Linked DNA regions of Strix aluco: region 1 is linked to region 2. A link is a contact called in public Hi-C data. All regions are on one chromosome and are shown on one strand. The core of a region is the stretch at or near the end of the contact, and the rest is flanking DNA. Distances in the headings are between cores, read along the strand shown. Region 1 holds the start of CTDSPL (CTD small phosphatase like). Region 2 holds the start of GARS1 (glycyl-tRNA synthetase 1).

Region 1 (5,431 bases), core at 2,344-4,843, 150 kb before region 2:
ATGAGACAAATAGGGACTAAAATCCTCCAGGAGCATGAACACCACAGGCATTTCAGAACAAACATTACAATAATAATAAAATATGATTGTAGCAACTTTCCATGCTCAGCTTTCATTCTGACAGACAACTAAATACAGTGCACCACCATGTGGCAACGTATTAGGGAATGGTTCATGTACCGAGATCTGTTTCCACCTTCAAAATTTTTTACTATTTGTTAAAAATAAATGTGGACAGTTCCATCTTAGTATTAATAAGCTCCTGTGTTACAAGTTTTCACAGCTTCACTTATCCCAAAAGCTGATTTTTAATATATCCGAATTAGCAAGAAAACATCTGGGTATTTTTATTCGTAAAGCACATTATTTACCTAAAAACCTAACTGACCCACAACCAGAGAATGGCTCTGTTTCTTGCCAATCACACTCCCCTGCAGAAGAGAAATTGGGCATGAGCACAGACTGCACATCAAGCTCCTTTTAAAACAGAAATACATTTTAAAAAAATAAATCAAGCTACACGACGGACTCATGGCTGATTAAAAGCTTCAAAAAAATCTTGGAAAAAAATCAAACACTTGAAGGTATACACATGCATTATTTAGCAGTTGCTCAGCTACTGTAAAACTGCTTCGCTGCAGCTTAACAAGAAGAAAAAATTGGTTTTTTTCCACGGGAAACACCAACAGAAGGTCCCCAAAACCCTAAGAAAACCCTGACTCCCAGAGCCACTACATGCCACTTAGTACCCTGGAACATATTTCTGCAGACAAATGCTAAACTTGGAGGAAAAAGCAGGTTTTCATTAAACTGGACAGCCTTCGCTCACACAGTACTGTGCTGTTGTAATTCACTGTATTAAAAATTTCAGAAGATAGGCTCAGGTGATTCTTGTACTCTTTAAATAAAGAGTTAATTCATTATGCCTTAACATATTTGTTAGCCATTTTGTACCAATACATTCAGTTCAACTGGAATTAGCAGTGAAGACTCACTGGAAACACCAGCCTCCCACTAAGAACCTATCTGTATTCACCATCTCAGCTTCAGGCTCTCTCATAACTCACCGGACCTAAAGGCTTTGCTAAAACTGTTAAGAAATCTAACAGAAAATTGGGTGACGCGATATGCAACCACGCAAGGAAGGTTGGTTGCACGACGGGTTTTCACAAGCTCTGTACCTCAAGCAGTGGGAAAACCTGTAGTGGAAGAGGTAGGAGCAAGCAGCACTCTCCTCCCAGAGCCGAGGACGGACAGACCTGCAATTCTCTTTCTGCAAAAGTTGCTCTGGCGCGATTTGAGAGTCTCACCACAGAGCACATAGTCGATCCAAAGCATGCACTTTAACCACATTTTAAAAAAAATACAGAAAAAACATTAATCCAAGTCCTGTATTAAGATCATGCTGAAGTTTCCTCTTGTCTCAAACTCCAACTACCCTCCTTTCACTCTCCCCAGTCCACACTCGCTAACACGCAGCCTGAAAAGTCCCTGCTATGCAATTAAGACCATCGCGACTTTCTGCCAAAGACAAACCAATAGCAAGGACACAATGCACATTATGCAAGTTACTGCACAGTTATGCAAGTTATATGCATATTTTCGCTACACAGCGTAGCTCACTGTACCAAAGAGTCTGAAGACAATTATTTGATGTGGATGCTTACTCTTATTTTGAACTGTTGAATTTTCCTCTACTTGTCCCAACTGGCTTTTACACACTAAAATTTCAACCAGCTCCTAACAATATTAATGAAGCTCTTCCAGTATGTACAATTATATAGGCCATTAAGACCCCAACAACATCTGAGCACGGTATCACGTAAGTCTACTCCAACCCAGGTCTTAGGAGACATCATAGGCAGAGCAACAGCAACTTACTGTAGATACCCCATGCTCAACATTACCAAAACATAAGAAAACATCAGAAAACTTCAGAGACAAACAAGGCCTCATGGTGCAAGTATCGCTTCACAAGTGATGGGAGTGAGTTAGGTGAGCACTCCTATACTGAACAAAATAATTTTTCGTGCAAACACCCCCCACGTGATGTCTTGTTTTTTAACTCTACCTCCACACTTCTGCAGTCAGCACCAGTGAGATGACAGAGATTTCACGTATAGCCTCTCATTCGAAAGTAACAGGGAGCAACTTCTCCAATGATACAAGATGAGCCACACAAAAATGGAAGCTTTCTGGATACTAAAGGCATCAATTTTAGGGGGAGATACATCCATCTACCATTTTCTGAAGACCACTCAGAGGTCTGTTACCATACCTACTAGGCATCATCGCCACACACTTCATTTTTAATTTCTGTCCGTTCTCCCCTTTCTATCGGCACTGCCTGTACAAGGCATAAACTCGACATCCAAATAACTTCCAAAATCTGTAAGAATCACACACAACTCCCCCAGAACTTGAACCCTGCCACTTACCAGTACCTTTGTCATCGCCAGCTGCAAGGACACAACCACTTAGAGCCCAAGATCCCTCTGAGCTTCCAAAAGTAAACGAGGTTAAGGGCAATCGTCAACACCTAGACTTTTGAGGAGAAGCAGCTCCTCTGGCCAGGCTAGATTCGTCTTATTTTGGAGTAAAATGTAACAAGTGTGATGGCTTATGCACAGCAACAATTACTTATCTCCAGAGTATAATAGAGCCCGCTTTTAAAAGTAGCCCATGTTTCTTTCCGAGACGCACAAGTATGCTCCAACAACAAACCTGAAAGCTACAGATTCTTAAATGTCAGGCATGAAGAAATACAGAAAAGCAGAGAGTAATCAGGAAACCTTTCCTTGCAAAAAATTTGGAGAAAAAATTTTGAAAACTTTACAGCAGAGACTTCAAAACCTTCCAACACACACAGCACGGGCATCCCCTCCCTGAAGCAGGGTACTAACTGCAAAGTGACCACCTTACAAAGTTACCTCATCGACCCTCAAGAAGCAAGAGTATTTTATTTAAATAACTGCTGATTAAAGTCAATATTTAAATGCTGTAACAAGTTCTCAGCTGTATCCAGCAAGCAGTTTCAGAGACCTTCATGCAAATATTTTCATCCCACAAAAAAAAAACCCAAACCCAACAAGCCCTCCTCTATTCCCAGCAGCCTAGAGAGACGATTATACGGTCGCTGAAGAATGCAAGTTGTTACTACATGCATTTTTAAGCAGTGATTTCCAGAAAAAAAAAAACCAAACACAAACATGAAGAAAGAGAGAAGGCAGCTCACCTTTATCCTGAGTGCAGGACAGGATCTCCTCCTCTTTGGGGTTAGTCACCTGGGTGATAATGGACGGGTTGTCCATGGAAACAGAGTGAGATTCTACCTGGCTATTTCCCTCCCAGAGGCAGGCTTGTGTGCGGGGGGGATTTGTTTGTTTGTTTAAAAATCAATATGCAGATTTGTATTTAAAAAAGAAAGAAAAAAACCAACAAAAAACCACAACTCCTCCAGGAGCGAAGCCAAGCGGGGGGAGGGGGGGGAAGGGGGGAGCACGGCGCACAGGGGCCCCTCCGGTAGCGCTGCCACCGCCGCCTCCTCCAGGCGCCAATTCTCCACGGAGGCCGGGGGGGGGGGGGGGGGAGGGGGGGGGGGAAGGGGAGGGGGGGGGGGGGGGGAGGTGAATCAACCCCCCCCTTAAAAAAACCTAGTAATTAATCCAATTCACCCTTCCGGGAAGCCCTCCGCAACGTTCCCCCCGAGCCCCCGCCGGAGCCGCCGCCGCCTCCCGAGGCGGGGGAAGTGCCCCCGGCCCTCCGCGCCGCACCTCCCCCCGCGGCCAGCCCCCGCCTCACACCGCCCCCCGCATCCACCTGAGCCGCCCCGCGGGGCCTCCCCCGAGCGCGTCCCCCGGTACAGCCCCCCGCTCCCTACATACCCCCCCGCGCCGCCGCCGCCGCCGCCCTCCTCCTCAGCGCTTATCTCATCCCCGCGCCCCCCCCTCCCCGGCCCCGGCCCCCCCTCACACCTCCGCCCCGGCCCTCCCTCCCCCCCACCCCCCTTCCCGCGGGCAGCGCTGCGGGCTCAGCGGAGCGACGCCGGGCCGCCCCCTCCTCCCCCTCCTCCTCCTCCTCCTCCTCCTCCTCCCCCCTCCTCCTCCTCCTCCTCCTCCTCCTCCTCTTCTTCCTCCTCCTCCTCCCCCCTTTCCCGGGTCACGGGCCGCCGCCGTGCGCGGGCGCGGAGCGAAGCGCGGTGCAAGGGGAGGAAGGGAGGGGAAAGGGGCCGAGCCGCGCCGCGCGCCCCGGCCGCGCTCCCCGCGCTGCGCCACAGCCCGCCACCGCCGCCGCCGCGCTCGCAGCCTGTCAGCCCGCCCGGCGCGGCCCGCGCCCCGCCCCGCCCCGCCCCCGCGCCGCGGGACGCTCCAACATGGAGGCGGGGAGCGGGCAGCGCCCGGGCCCCGCTGCGCGGTAAACAAGAGGGCGGGGCCACGGGGGGCGGGTCCCCGGCGAGGGGCGTGGCCACACCGGGGGGCGTGGCGAGGCGCCTGCGGGGACGGCGCGCTGGGGGCGTCGGGGCGGGGCGCGGGGGGCGGCTATTGTTGTTGCGTACAAAAGGCTTTTTTTCCTCTCTGCCGCGAGGAGGGGGCGGCGCCGGGGGCGGGGCGGGGCTGCGGGGCGGGGCCAGCGCTCATTTGAAGGGGCCGTGGGAGCTGTGAGGCCTTCGGGAGGCGGGAAAGGGGTTTGTGCGCCGTTTCATCTCAGCCCCCCAGTTTGTACCGTGTCCTTGCTGGGCTGAGTGGGAGCTGGTTTCCTTCGGGAACAGGTCTAAATTGTCTGAGGAGGAGATGTGGGGAGTGAAATATTTTTACAAGTGGCTATGAGGTGTTTTTCAGAGGTGAGTGTGTAACTAGAAAGTACCAAGGGCAGTCTTGGCAGATTCTTTCAGAGAAAATACTTTTTATTTTTTTCCTAGAGCATCTTGAAAAGCATGTCTGACTCTCCAGGAATTCCCGGTGCTGCTGTTTGCTGGTGCATCAGGAGACAGACCGCAGTGTGTGTGCCTTGCTCCTCCTGCCCTTCTCAAGTGCTTGCTGTTGGCTAGGGTCATGGGCATGATGGTGGGGAAGGTAGGTGGGCGAGCTCACCCAGGATAATGGCTCTTTTATAGGGCTGTCAGAGTGTAAAATCAAGAGAAAACCTTTAAGAAAGCATGATGGTGTATTGAATGCAAATAAGGAATTACAGCCTCCTTTCTCTCCTAGAAAAAAAAAAATCTAATGTATATACAAGTGCTATTGCAACCTTGTTACAAAAAGGAGAGATCTCCTTTTAAATTCCATTAACTAATTGGGGAAAATCCTGCTGTAGCTGGCATAGACCCAGGCAATATAAATTTTAGTATTATTGGTTACAACAATCTTTTTTTTGCCTTAAAAGAGAAAGCCACTCCCTGTGTGTATTTTTAAAATACATATATAAAAATGTG
Region 2 (5,253 bases), core at 1,434-3,933:
GGTGGTTCACCCACCCACAGGGGTGCCGAAAAAGAAGCCAGTGCACGAGGCACGGGGCTCTCTGCAGCACCGGATCAATGGTCATCCTCTGTGCTGGAGTGGGTCTGAGGAGTTTGGCAGCACCTCAAGACCCAAGGGGGTGGGGGAGGTGATACAAGCACATACTGGGTCTGTGCCCTGGTCCACAGACCCTCTGTTGACAGTAGATGCGTGAAGCCCTTCCACACAGCTCCACACTGACATAAAGCTTTATTTTTAGCTCTGATATTAGCTTCTTGATGATTCCTAGAACTATCTAGCCCTCCCCACTGACACTGGCTTAGAGATGGGGTCCAGCCAACCCCAGGTGTGACCCAGTTCTGGGGGTCTGGTTTGCTCACGGTCTCTTGTTTGCAGCTATGGTTTGGTGCAAAACGCTGCCTCATTTTCCTCCCTTCCTGCACAACCTAGCAAGGATCCAGCAGTGTGCCTTTGGTCTGAGCACCCTAAATCACTCTGTCAGTCTTCAGCAGTACCATTGCAAAAGGGGCAGTTGAGGTTCCCTTGTGTGCTCCCTACTCACCCTCTAACCTTGCTCAGGAAATGCATCCACCCTCTTTTTCTTCCCTTTTTTCTTCTTTTATTGCTTTGATCCTTTATCTAAAAAAACAACATGACTTTAGAAGTTCAAGGTTACTGTACAGTCCAATCCTTGTGCGAGCCCAGAGTATGGGCAATCAAATGTGTCATGAAGGATTTATTCACAAGGCCAGGTCTTACAGTTCAGTCTTGCTCCGTAGGTGATCTCAGCCAGATGCTCTTTAAAGTCCTTTGGGGGAAGAGCTGCACCCCCAGCTAGATGGGAATGGGCAGGGAGAAGGGTTTTTCGGCCCTTGCGTTGAGGTTCTCCTGTACCAGCCGGCCACGGCACTGGGAACCAGTCCCTGACTTGTTTCATCTGCAAGGAGAGACGTTGCTGGTGTTCAGCAGTGTTGTGCAAGGCGGGATTTTATTGAGGGAAAAACGCTTAAGGCACCAGCCTGGCCCATCTGCATCCTCCTGATGGAGGGCTGAGGGGTGCTGCCCTGGGGACTAAGCATGCTCGGCCACTGAGGATCAGAGGAAATCTTCTAGGAGGGGTTAAAAAAAGGCATTTTGGAGAAGCACTGCTACCTGTTCCTCCAGGTTCAGCACAGGAGAACAAAGTTGCTCCCGGTCACTGGGGTTTCCTGTCTCCCTGGGTCCTGCCCATGTTTCCCCCACAGTCCCAGCTGGTTTGCCCTCTCCCCATTACTCCACTCGAGCCAGATTTTTCTGGGGCTGATTCTACCATCTTCACATCTTAGATAGCCATGACAAGTTAGAAGGGGGCTGCAGAGTCCTTATGCTCTTATCAGCATTGGATTAATTAAAAAAACTAATCAGGAAAAGAGAAAAGCTCAGTGTAAACCTCACGCTAGAGGGGTTTCCAAGTAGGTACGTCGGCGAAATAAAAACAGCAATTTGCAGCTAAATAAAAATAACAATTAAGCATTTGAAATACAAATATACCATTCAGAACAAGCGGATAAATATTCAGATGCATTCATTACGAGGTTGAGGCTGTCTCTCAAATAAACAGACAGGTACAAAATAGCAGCCTGAATACTCCAATTATGCCAAAATCACATTAGCACCGATGCTCCCGGTCCCAGGCAGCGGGAGGGGGCGAAGGGGAGATGGGGAGGAGGATGGCAGCAATGGGGAAAGCGTGTGTGGGAAGCGCGTTTTTTTAGAATCGGTCTTAAATTTTATGTCGACGGTGTTTAGATTCTCCTTCATGGAGGGCTTTAATTCCCAGGGATTCGAAGTTCTCCTGTGGCACCGGTGTTCGTCACGGCTCTTCTTTCTGACATGGGGTTGTCCTTCCTCCCAGGGGAAGACCCACCACACTCGTGTCGGCAGAGGGAAGCGGGATTTGGCCTCCTGCCTGCGGCCCTAAGCCCAGCCCGGGGGGTCGGGCCGCGGGGTGCGGCCCAGCCCGGCGCAGTCCCCAGCAGCGCACGGAAGACCGTGGATCAGTGAAAAGCAAAACACCGCCGAGCCCAAAACCTACAAAGCTTTTGGAGCTCAAATGCTGCAGCTGATTGAAAAAATAACACTTCCTTCCCCCCACCAACCCCCCCGCCGCTTCCCGGCGCTTCCCGGCCCCACGGCGGGGGGCACGCGCGGGGACGTGGCTCTGGGATAAGGGGACACCGCGCCGCGGTGCCCTGGGTGGGTGCCGGGGGGACAGAGCCCCCGCGGTGCGGCCAGGGGCGCGGGGGGTGTCCGGGGGGTGCGCCCCCACCCCACGGCGGCATCTACACTGCTGGGGGCGACGAGCGTCACCCGGAGGGGTGTCACCGGAGGAAAGGGGCGGGGGGGGCGGGCATGGCCCCCGCGCCACGCTCACCCCAGGGGCAGCGGCGCCTCCCCGCGGCAAGCGCGCGGCACTCCCGCGCAGGCGCAGCCCGGCCCGGAGGCGCGGGGTGGCGGCGCCGTGGGGTGAGGCGGGCGCTGCCGCGCGCCCCCTGCCGGCCCGCCGCCGCCGCCGCTGTGCCGAATCTGCGGCGGGGCGGGGCGGGCGCCGCCGGCCTGTCGGCGGCCGCTGCCCGTGCGGAAAGTGCGGCGGCGGGGCGCGGGCCGGCTTTACGCCGGGCGGGATTTCATCATGCGGGGTGGGAGGGGGGGGTAGGGCAGGGCGGAGCGCCGCGCCTCTCCATGCCGCTGCCGCCCCGTAGCGCCCTGCCTGCCCTGCTGCGCCGCCTGCGCCGCCTCGCCTGCTCGCCCGTCGCCCCGCTCCGCTCCCGGCCCGGCCTGGCCGCGACCCCCATGGACGGCCCGCAAGCCGAGGCGCTGCTCGCGCCCCTCCGGCAGGCGGTGCGGCACCAGGTAAGCGGCGGGGGGGGACACCCCGGCTGAGGGGAGTCCCGCTGAGGCGGGTGGCGCCCGAGGGGGGGACGCCCGCCGGGGAGGACTCGCCTGAGCGGGGGGTGGGTCCCGGCCAGGGGACGGGGGTCTCGCGGAGGGGGTCGGGTGCGTGGCAGAGCCGCCCGCCGCTCCGGGCCCGCGTCGGCCGGCCGGTGCCTCAGTTCGGGTCTGTGGGGAGGTGCCCCCCGTCCTCCCACCGAGCCCTGCCGGCTTGCGTGGGGTGTGCTGCGGGGAGCGCGCGGTGTTTCCCCCCGGGGCCCTGCGTGCGCCCCGCCACTTCCGCGCTCCGGGGCGCTGCGGAGCCCGGCGGGCTTCGGCGCTGAGCCCGCGGTGGGGGGGTCCCGGCGGGGTCTGCCCGGAGCGTCGGTTCCCCTTGGCGCAGCCGCCGAGCGCGGGGCCTGCGGGTGTCCCCTCTCGGTGGGTGTCGCTCAGCCCCGGAGGAGCGGGCTGGCGGGGAGTGCGCGGGTGTGGAGGTTTCCCGTAGACAGCCCTTTCTTTCCCTTCCCGGTAGCGATGGTGTGTGTTAGAGCGGGCTTGCAGAACAGGGTCTGTGCGTCAGGCTACCCGGCTTTCCTCTCCTGGGCTCGATGTGTCTTCTGTGTGCAAGCTGGGGCCGACTTTGTCGTGCTTTTAGGGCCCCGTAGCTGGCTCTTCACGTTTTCTTCATAAAACAGCCTGCATAGTTTCCTCATCTCATGGGGTCACATGGTGACTTCCCTTTAGAGCTGAGTTTGTGTCGGGTTTTGGAGGTAAACGATATCTTTACAGTTGCATATTTGCCTGATGCAGTAAGGGATATTAATTCCTTTGCACGTTCTCCATTTCATCATTCTTATTTGTCCAGGTATGTAGCTGTCTCCTGTTAGCTGGGACTGCATCGCCTTCTCTTTCCATCTCCCTCAGATGAAGCTATTATCCTTAGCTTCCTTATTACCTGAGAAGGATTTCGTTGCCTTTTTATTTCCTAAGTGAATCTTGATCTCGGGTACCCTTGCTGTGTACATTCATGGTGCTTCATCGCAGCACATGGGACTTCCCCTTCCTCCCTGCTTTAGCAGCCAGACCTATGCCTGTGGGTTCCCCACACACCTCCTTTAAGTGGTTGAATCCATAGCCTTCTGCTTAGCTGCACACATAGCTACGTGTGTGTCCCATGTATTCATAGATCTGTGCGTGTGTTTGCCCATTAAATGAGTGGATTTATGGCCCTCTAATTATACCAGCACTTCAATGAGTTTTTATTATGAATCACTGTACATCATAATACCTTGGCGAGAGAGGTTCTTATAAATAAGGTGATGATCCCTAAAACTAGCCAATTTATTTATTTTAAAATCCTGTATCTTGGGTGCTGTCATTTGCCTTTAAAGTATCAATGCACCCCTTCTTTCTGGCTGCCTGTGGGATTGAAAGAGGAGTGTGGGGCACCAAGGAGAGAGGTTTGTGGGTAAATTTGTGTAGCTGGGACCACGGATATTGTATTGGACAGCTGACAGTAGTAATTCGCTGTCATGTTTGCACAAGAGGAAAAGGAGGTAGTAACGAAGATTGCGGTAGTTGATACCTTATGATGCAGGGGACCCTGTGTATCAGCGCGTGGAGAGGCGGCTTAAGTAAACCTAAGGGGCTGTAAACCTACGGAGAGGAAAGTGAGCAGCGTATCTTCCTGCAGCAGTGCCTGATGCAATAAGCTGCCGTGATCCAGGGGTGGATCCCTCTCTGCTTTACTGGTCTGTGGGACAAAGCTGCAGCAAAATTTGCCACATCGAGTGCTGCTGTGCACTCCTCCTCTGGGTTGGGCTCAAGATCGTAGCTTTAATTAGATTGAGTCCTGTCAGCAAACATAATTATTTTCTTCGGTTGTGTTTGTTGTTTTTTTTTTTTTTTTTTTTTTTTCTCCTTGCGTATGTCTGAGTACTCTTTTACTTCTAGATCAGGACAAAGAGTTGCTGTGTGCTGCTTTTAGATGCTCAGCAGTGAGCAGGGTGATAGCTCTGTTGAGTCAGCAGTATAGCTGCTTTGCTGCTGCCTTGATGTTTTTCCACTGCCGACCCCCTAGCTCAACAAAGGCAATTTGGACTTACTACTTTAAAAGAAAAAAAACAACAGATCAGATCCCTCCCTCTGCCACGTTACCCAGGAATGGCAGTTGAGGTCCTTAGCCCTAAAGTGAAACTTTCATTTTGGTATAACAAAGAAAGGAAAGGTATAACAAAGGAAGGAAACAGCAGGTTTATTCTGTTCTTGTAGCTGACGTAGTTAGCAAGCCTGACAGGATCTGATTTTTCTTTCTTTGTGTGTGTTTGTTTTAATGCAGTCTTC

The links. A called contact is a pair of places that touch in the nucleus more often than the background predicts.
Region 1: a Hi-C map of heart shows a contact between it and region 2, with 5 times the contacts expected there. The contact joins the promoter of CTDSPL here to the promoter of GARS1 in region 2. A contact is called at or near these places in 2 of 2 Hi-C or Micro-C datasets (brain and heart).

Annotation. Positions count from the first base shown.
Region 1 is chr1:108,738,194-108,743,624 of bStrAlu1.hap1, reverse strand. CTDSPL (CTD small phosphatase like) reads right to left here and starts at 3,593. Exons shown (of 7, transcript XM_074830705.1): 1 at 3,236-3,593. The coding sequence starts at 3,311.
Region 2 is chr1:108,589,244-108,594,496 of bStrAlu1.hap1, reverse strand. GARS1 (glycyl-tRNA synthetase 1) reads left to right here and starts at 2,683. Exons shown (of 17, transcript XM_074830674.1): 1 at 2,683-2,892. The coding sequence starts at 2,722.